Linked DNA regions of Mus musculus: region 1 is linked to region 2. The links are chromatin contacts, called in public promoter capture Hi-C maps. All regions are on one chromosome and are shown on one strand. Each heading gives the region's core, a stretch centred on a gene start, on an enhancer-like site or on the middle of the called end of the contact. The rest is flanking DNA. Distances are from core to core; before and after follow the strand shown. Region 1 holds the start of Zfp281 (zinc finger protein 281). Region 2 has its middle 71 kb from the start of Kif14.

Region 1 (3,745 bases), core at 1,036-3,535, 86 kb after region 2:
TGTTTCAAATAGACAATTCGCATTTATTATCTTTTTGAGGATTTATTTACTTTATGTATATGAATTTTTGCCCGCATCCATGTATGTGCCATGTTCATGCCTGCAGGATCCCCCTAGGTGGGTGTTGGGAATTAAACCCTGATCTTATGCAAGAAAAACAAATGCTCTTAACTGCTGAGCTATGTCCGCAGTCCCTATTACCTACGTTTATCTCTTTCGTTTGAGGGTTTAAAGGAGTTGGTTGGTTTCACTGGTACTGGGGTTCAAGCTTTATCCACAGTAGGCAACCACAGTATCACTGAACTATGTCAGTAACCTGTAGTGTTTAATCTTTCAATTATTTCCTAATTTTATAACTTCAAAGATGATAAGATATACTGAAGTTGCTGCTCCAAACGGAGTTTAGACGGAGTTTAGAAATATTAAGTGTTTCATCATCTAGCCACCTCCTAATTATTATTCCATGTAGTTAGGATACTATTTCTATTTTCTATCACCAAAGAATTGAATAGCACAACCAGTATAAGTGATGTGCTGGTGTGTTATCATATAAATGCTCAAGGTACGACTTCTAATGGTGAAAAACGGGAAAATAAATGGACGTTGATGAAGTGTGTCTTCTTTTGTCTGTTCCCGGGAAAGTTTATTTCGGGCATTTCCACTGGCGGAATGATTAGCGCTAACAGCTTTCCCCCTCCGTTTTATTTTACAGGGTCTCTTCATCTTCCTGATATATGGGGTATACAACCTAGAGGTAAGTCTGCTTGGAGTAGCTCAAGGCTGACAGCGTGAATGAGAGAAATGACAGGTTTCTTATCTTGATAACTGTAGAACAAAGTTGGCTTTCATATGAGTGTCCCACTGCCCTTCATGCTTGGGCTGGCTTATGTGCAGCCCAGCTTTACCATTAAACATGGACACCCTGAGTACAGGGACAGCCTCATTTCTCACTGGCACTGACTAATATTTTATTACTGTCTGAAGTTTTTGAATTTTCAGTGTTCAACGCTTAGCTATACCTGGTAGTTTCAGGAAATAATTTAACTGTAGTTCCATGGGGCTAGGAAGATACAATGCCTCATGAAACTATTCATAAAATACAGTTTTAAGGTTTCTGGGCAGGCTCAGAGAGGCCTGTGTTGGTAAACAATACACCGCTATGGCTTTAATTGCAAAATTTCTCAAGGAAGTTATTACAAGAAGTCATCTCGAGAAACACTATGAGAATATGGACGTGTGATTTCTTTAAGAAAACACACTATGTAAATAACTGTTCTCCAGGTCTTTTTATTAAAAAGTCTGTGGTGTATAAATACACCTAGGAAAGTTGCTGGTTTAGATTTTTGCATGCTCGCTGTGAATGCCTTTTATACATTATTAGGCACTAAATTAATATCTATTTGGTTTTGTCGATAGAACTTTTAATTTCAAGATTTTATCTAATTTCCCCCAACTGAATAAGGAACAACTTTTCAAGTTTCTAGGTATTCTATACTGGAGGGGTTGGGAGAGTGGGGTATGTATCCTAACAGAGATTTTAAACAAGAACGATGGCCAGTATTTGAGGCTAGTTAGTATTCAACGTAATAAGCAAATTCAGACAACTGAGAAAGTACGTGGCATTTAAATACCATCTGATGATGAAGTGTGTGTGGGCGTGTTTTACAGGACAGCTGCACCTGGGATTACACGTGGTTTCCCTTTGCGTAGCCTTCAGGTAGGCTGGCACTGAGACAATTTTCTGCAGCGGTCCCTCCTCTATGGCAGTCTCAAAGGCTCCTTCAATAAAGGCAAAGACAAGCGTTATTGCTGTCTCCATTCTGAAAAGGAGTAAAAGCTATCTGTAATCAATACCGTTACGAGTTTAAAGCTTTCAGGCAGAATCACAAGTACCTTAAGGAATCCTATTCTCTGTTTGATTTTGATTCAATACTTGGATTGCAAACACTAAAGTGAACCAAATGCCAATGTTCAGTTTTCAGTGTCTCCACCTTCCCTAACCCCTTCCTCTGCAGCTCCCACGCCACGCTGCAACACGCTCTCCTGGCGTCCCCGGACTTCCCGCCCCTTGGGCTCCACCTCCGGAGCGCCTTCTCCCTAGAAACCCTCAGCCACTGTCTGCCCCTCAGCAGGGCCACCAATCACGTCCCCTCGCTGCGGAAGACCCTCCGCTGTCCGCCTCCAAGTCCCCGCCCCTCCCACCTAGCCCCCAGCAGCTCCGCCCAACCGCCCGCTTGATTGACAGGCTAGCCAGGCGGAAACTGAGGCGCAGGCGCACGGGGCTCGCCGAGCGCCCCTCTGGTCCGGTCGAGGACTTCCCGGCAGACACCGCGCCGCGGCTGCGCAGAAGCGGGGAGGCTTTTAATTCCATTGTGGAGAGGACGGCGTTATTTTTATTAACTGGAGGCGACGGCGGCTGCGGCGGCGGCGGAACCCGTAAGTGTGGCCGGCGGGCCGGGGCGGGCGCGGGAGCGGCCAAGAAGGCCGCGGGGTCGAGCGCGCCGGGCCGGAGGCGGCGGGGCTGCGGACGGGAGCCGGGCGCGGTGCGGGCTGGGCGGCGGCGCGGCGGGTCCCAAACGCTGCGGTGGTCCCGGCCCGGGGCCCGGCCCTACCGCCGTTCCCCCTCTTCCCTCCTCTCCCTCCTCTCCGCAGCCAGGCCTCCTCCGGGGTATGAAAATCGGCAGCGGGTTCCTTAGCGGCGGCGGCGGTCCCAGCAGTAGCGGTGGTAGCGGCTCCGGCGGCAGCTCCGGCAGCGCCAGCGGCGGCAGCGGCGGCGGCAGGAGAGCAGAGATGGAGCCCACCTTCCCCCAGAGTATGGTTATGTTCAACCACCGGCTTCCCCCGGTCACCAGCTTCACCCGGCCGGCGGGGACGGCCGCCCCTCCCCCGCAGTGCGTGTTATCCTCCTCTACCTCCGCAGCCCCGGCCGCTGAGCCCCCCCCTCCGCCAGCCCCGGACATGACTTTCAAGAAGGAGCCGGCGGCGTCAGCCGCGGCCTTCCCTTCGCAGAGGACCTCCTGGGGATTCTTGCAGTCCTTGGTGAGCATCAAGCAGGAGAAACCTGCGGATCCCGAGGAGCAGCCGTCCCACCACCACCATCACCACCACCACTATGGGGGGCTGTTCGCTGGGGCTGAAGAGCGATCACCAGGCCTAGGAGGAGGGGAAGGGGGGAGCCACGGCGTCATCCAAGACCTCAGTCTTCTGCACCAGCATGCCCAGCAGCAACCGGCCCAGCACCACCGCGATGTATTACTGAGCAGCGGTAGCAGGACTGATGAGCACGGCAACCAGGAGCCAAAGCAGGACGCTAACGTCAAAAAGGCAAAGAGGCCAAAGCCAGAATCTCAGGGAATCAAAGCCAAGAGGAAGCCAAGTGCATCTTCCAAACCTTTGGTTGGAGAGGGAGAAGGTGCCGTCCTGTCCCCAAGTCAGAAACCTCATATCTGTGATCACTGTAGTGCTGCTTTCAGGAGCTCCTACCACCTGCGGAGACATGTCCTCATCCACACGGGCGAAAGGCCTTTCCAGTGCAGCCAGTGTAGTATGGGTTTCATCCAGAAATACCTACTGCAGAGACACGAGAAAATTCACAGCAGAGAGAAACCCTTTGGGTGCGATCAGTGCAGCATGAAGTTTATTCAGAAGTACCATATGGAGAGACACAAGAGGACACATAGTGGAGAAAAGCCATACAAGTGTGACACTTGCCAACAGTATTTTTCAAGGACTGACAGATTGTTGA
Region 2 (3,718 bases), core at 24-2,523:
CATGGACAAAGGATGCAGCAGGGACGAGCCTGACCAGGTCAATCATTCATAGAGCCATGAGGTTCGTTCCTTTACACAGCCCAGTGGCTGTATTCTTCATCTGAGTGGACCCAGCTAAGGGCAGGCTTTTCTCAGAGGGATCTTTTAGCCCAGCCCCTACGGAGAGCCTATGGCTACGTATGTTAACTGATCCCATGCTGCAGAAGCACTGTAAACCATTGTGCATTTGCCAGTGCAGTTCAGTGACATCACCTTTCTTGGTTCTGTGGTAAAGACAGTTGTGCCAGGCATGACTGGCTAAGCAGACCACAGAGCTGTAAAGGCTCTAGTGACGTGCACATCACATCTCTATTTTAATTTGCCTTGGCAATCTACCCCAACATAGTGAAGTTCTTGTGTGACACGCTACCACTGTATCTCCCAAAACCAGCAGACACAAACATCATACAAAACAATCGATCCAGAGGAGGGTGGGCTCATAAGTGATGGCCAGCAGCCGTCCAGTGTCTTTGGGGTCCTGAGGAAGTAAATGGTGAATCTATCCAATGAGCCCAATTCTGCATAGTATTATATCTTCTATTGAGATTAGGAGTGTGTGCACAGGGTGGCTAAGAGAGGGGAATCCTCCACCTCAAACATTTTCTAACTCTTCTTTTAAAGCTCAATTTCTATAGTTAATTTCTACAGTTAATATCATTTATTAATTTATTTTATGTCTATGAGTGCACTGTAGCTGTCTTCAGACACACCAGAAGAGGGCATCAGATCCCATTACAGATGGTTGTGAACCACCATGTGGTTGCTGGGAATTGAACTCAGGACCTCTGGAAGAACAGTCAGTGCTCTTAACCGCTGAGCCATCTCTCGAGCCCCTAGAGTTAATCTCTCTTCCTTCCTGCCCCTCCCCCTGTTATCGATCTGTCCACTATCTCTCGTATTCTTGGCGGATATCTTCTTCCTCGTTCTCTATGTGAGTCTGCTTTAGTGCTCCACTCCAGATCTACATCCTTAACTACAAGATGCTCGTGTGACAGAGAAGAGCAGGGGTGGGGGGAAACCCCAGGGGCCCAGCTCTGTCTGCAGTCAGGGTTTGCTGATCTGAGCCTTTTCAGTTTCATGAAGCAATTAAACTTCTCTGACTAATAACTAAAATCACTGCCAAGCATTTGGGCTGGGGTGGGTAGGTTGCCAAAGGCAGTTGCCTAAGTGATGTGTGTGATCAGCAGATTGGGCAAAAGATCAGCAGTTATGAAACAGAACAGAGTCCATTCACCCCAATCCTGTGGCCCGGGGCCCCCCAGTGCAGGTACCTGGCAAGTAGGGAAGCTGTTGTCTGACCTTCCCCACATACTGCCTGAGCCAGACACCCAAGGAAGGAGAAGGAACCAGACAGGACAAGGTTGCAGGGTATCTTGGTTAGGGATTTACTGCTGTGAGCAGACACCATGACCAAGGCAACTCTTTTTTTTTTTTTAATTTATTTATTTTATATAAATGTGAGTACTCTGTTGCTGTCTTCAGATACACCAGAAGAGGGCATCAGATCCCATTACAGATGGTTGTGAGCCACCATGTGGTTGCTGGAAATTGAACTCAGGAACTCTGGAAGAGCAGTCAGTGCTCTTAACCACTGAGCCATCTCTCCAGCCCCCGACCAAGGCAACTCTTAAAAAGGACAACATTTAATTGGGGCTGGCTTACAGGTTTAGAGGTTCAGTCCATTATCATCAAGGCAGGAGCTTGAAAGCATCCAGGCAGGCATGGAGCAGGAGGAGCTGAGAATTCTACATCTTCATCTGAAGGCTGCTAGCAGAAGACTGACTTCCAGGCAGCTTGAATGAGGATCTTATAGCCCATGCCTACAGTGACACACCTACTCCAACAGGGCTACACTCTCTAATTGTGCCACTTCCTGGGCTGAGCATATACAAACCATTACATGGGGAAAGCAGGAAGGGGTCAAATTCTGCTAGCAGTTTGCCTAAGGACAGGAGTGGGACGTAGGGTACTCTGTGGGGAAATTAAGAAGGGCTTCTTGTTATCGCTACAGGCTCCTGAAGTTTTTAGGGTGTGCAGGAAAGTGTGTAGCCTCCATTTCTCTAGCTTTGCTTCCAGACTTCCAGATAGAGTCATAGTATAGGTTGGTATGGGAAACTAAGGCCCAGGTAGACCAGCAGGCCAATTCACACATGCATTCCCACCAGTCTTCAGTAGATGGCTATCTGATAGTACAAGTGTAGCCTGCCTTGCCCAGCTTTTGGATAGAAAAGAGAAATGTTTCCATTGTCCTGTTCATTGAAAAGTGTAGCGTGGTGGCGCACACCTTTAATCCCAGCACTTGGGAGGCAGAGGCAGGCGGATTTCTGAGTTCAAGGCCAGCCTGGTCTACAAAGTGAGTTCCAGGACAGCCAGGGCTACACAGAGAAACCCTGTCTTGGAAAACCAAAAAAAAAAAAAAAAAAAAGAAAAGAAAAGAAAAAAAAAAGAAAAGTGTACCACCTGTCCACTGTTCCCTTTACATCTGCAGGTGAGTATACCCCACACCCTCCCTGTTGCCCTCCAGTGGGTTGGTACCCTGCCACTAACTCACAGGAGGAATAGGAGGAATGGCATATACACACACACACACACACACACTTATTGCTTTAGGTCATCATAAGGATGATTTGACCTTTGACAAAAGGAAACCCATCCAAGTCTCACCCTTTGATTAGAAAGACTTTTGACACTGCATTGCCGCTGTGGCATTGAAAAGTTATTGAGGTTTCCAAGGCTTCATGCCCATGGCCCATGCACGACTCAGAAAACACTCTTGGAAAATTCATACAAAGTGTTACATTCAATTGAAGCTCACGGTGATGTTTCTAAGACGCACCCGTAGCACGTGAAGCTGCTACGTTTCTGGCAATTCCTAGGTAGATATAGATAGCCCTTGCTGGTCATATGATCTGTCTGCAGGGAACAAGGCATTAGTCCGTAAACTTTCCCAAAGGTTCATGGCCTGTTGCACATGCTTAGGATCCTGCAGGTTATCCTCATCGCCTCTGAAGTAGAGATGCAATTACCAGAAAGTTCACTGGCTCCTAACACGATGCCTCAGAGGGCCTTTTATTTTATTTGGAGCTTTGCACTGAGCCTCAGAAGGACTTAGAGCATGTGCAGTGATGTGCATACAGCTGACTCAGCAGTAAGGAAGCCGACTCCTCCTTGACAGCCCTCCTAGCTTTATTCTGCTGAAGTTGAAGTATTGAGGGAGACACTTTGTAATCTCCCAGTTCCCAAACCTAATCCTGACTGTAACTGTTGCGAAACGCACAGATGTGACATCGTAGACATTTTACTCCCTGGGTATTTTCTAAATCCTCCCCGTCCTCCCGGGCAGGAATGGGCCTCCTTTTAAAGCGCACAGTGATTTATGCAAAGAGACTTGGTTCCTGGAAGTTCCGAGCCTGCTTATCACAAAGCATTAAGCAGGCATTCAGGGAGAAGTCTGGAGAAGTCATCACGGTGAGGTTTTTGGCACAGGCAGAGAAGGGCTTTTCTTAAAAGAGCACATGGGGACTGGAATGCTCCCAAGACCTTTCTTTCCTTTTTTGTCCACGAAGTTAACTTCAGAGTAGATTTGTGCAGAGAAAAGGCAGGACCCTGGTTAGGAGGCGTCATCAGAGCTACGGCATCCATGCTTGGCCAAGTGGGGCGCTCAGTGTCTCTCCTCTCA

The links. Promoter capture Hi-C pulls out the DNA fragments that hold promoters and counts their contacts.
Region 1: a contact with region 2 is called in a promoter capture Hi-C map of liver, with 2.0 times the contacts expected there. The contact joins the promoter of Zfp281 here to the enhancer-like site in region 2. A contact is called at or near these places in 4 of 39 promoter capture datasets (cranial neural crest, liver and macrophages), 9 of 484 Hi-C or Micro-C datasets (the HPC-5 cell line, astrocytes, embryonic stem cells and 2 more), 5 of 115 datasets of contacts at active chromatin or transcription factors (craniofacial prominence, embryonic stem cells and pancreatic cancer cells) and 3 of 9 other capture datasets (adipose tissue, embryonic stem cells and pancreatic islet).

The regions. Positions count from the first base shown.
Region 1 is chr1:136,622,616-136,626,360 of GRCm38.p6, forward strand. It overlaps Zfp281 (zinc finger protein 281), which reads left to right and starts at 2,286. Exons shown (of 2, transcript NM_177643.4): 1 at 2,286-2,436; 2 at 2,657-3,745. The coding sequence starts at 2,671.
Region 2 is chr1:136,537,303-136,541,020 of GRCm38.p6, forward strand. It overlaps a transcript of Kif14 not described here. Among named protein-coding and RNA genes, the nearest start is that of Kif14, 71 kb to the left of the region's middle. Within about 2 kb of position 1,274, at least 19 of the 459 cell types and tissues checked have an H3K27ac peak or open chromatin away from gene starts, as enhancers often do. A contact at or near this core is called in adipose tissue and liver, where this site is marked.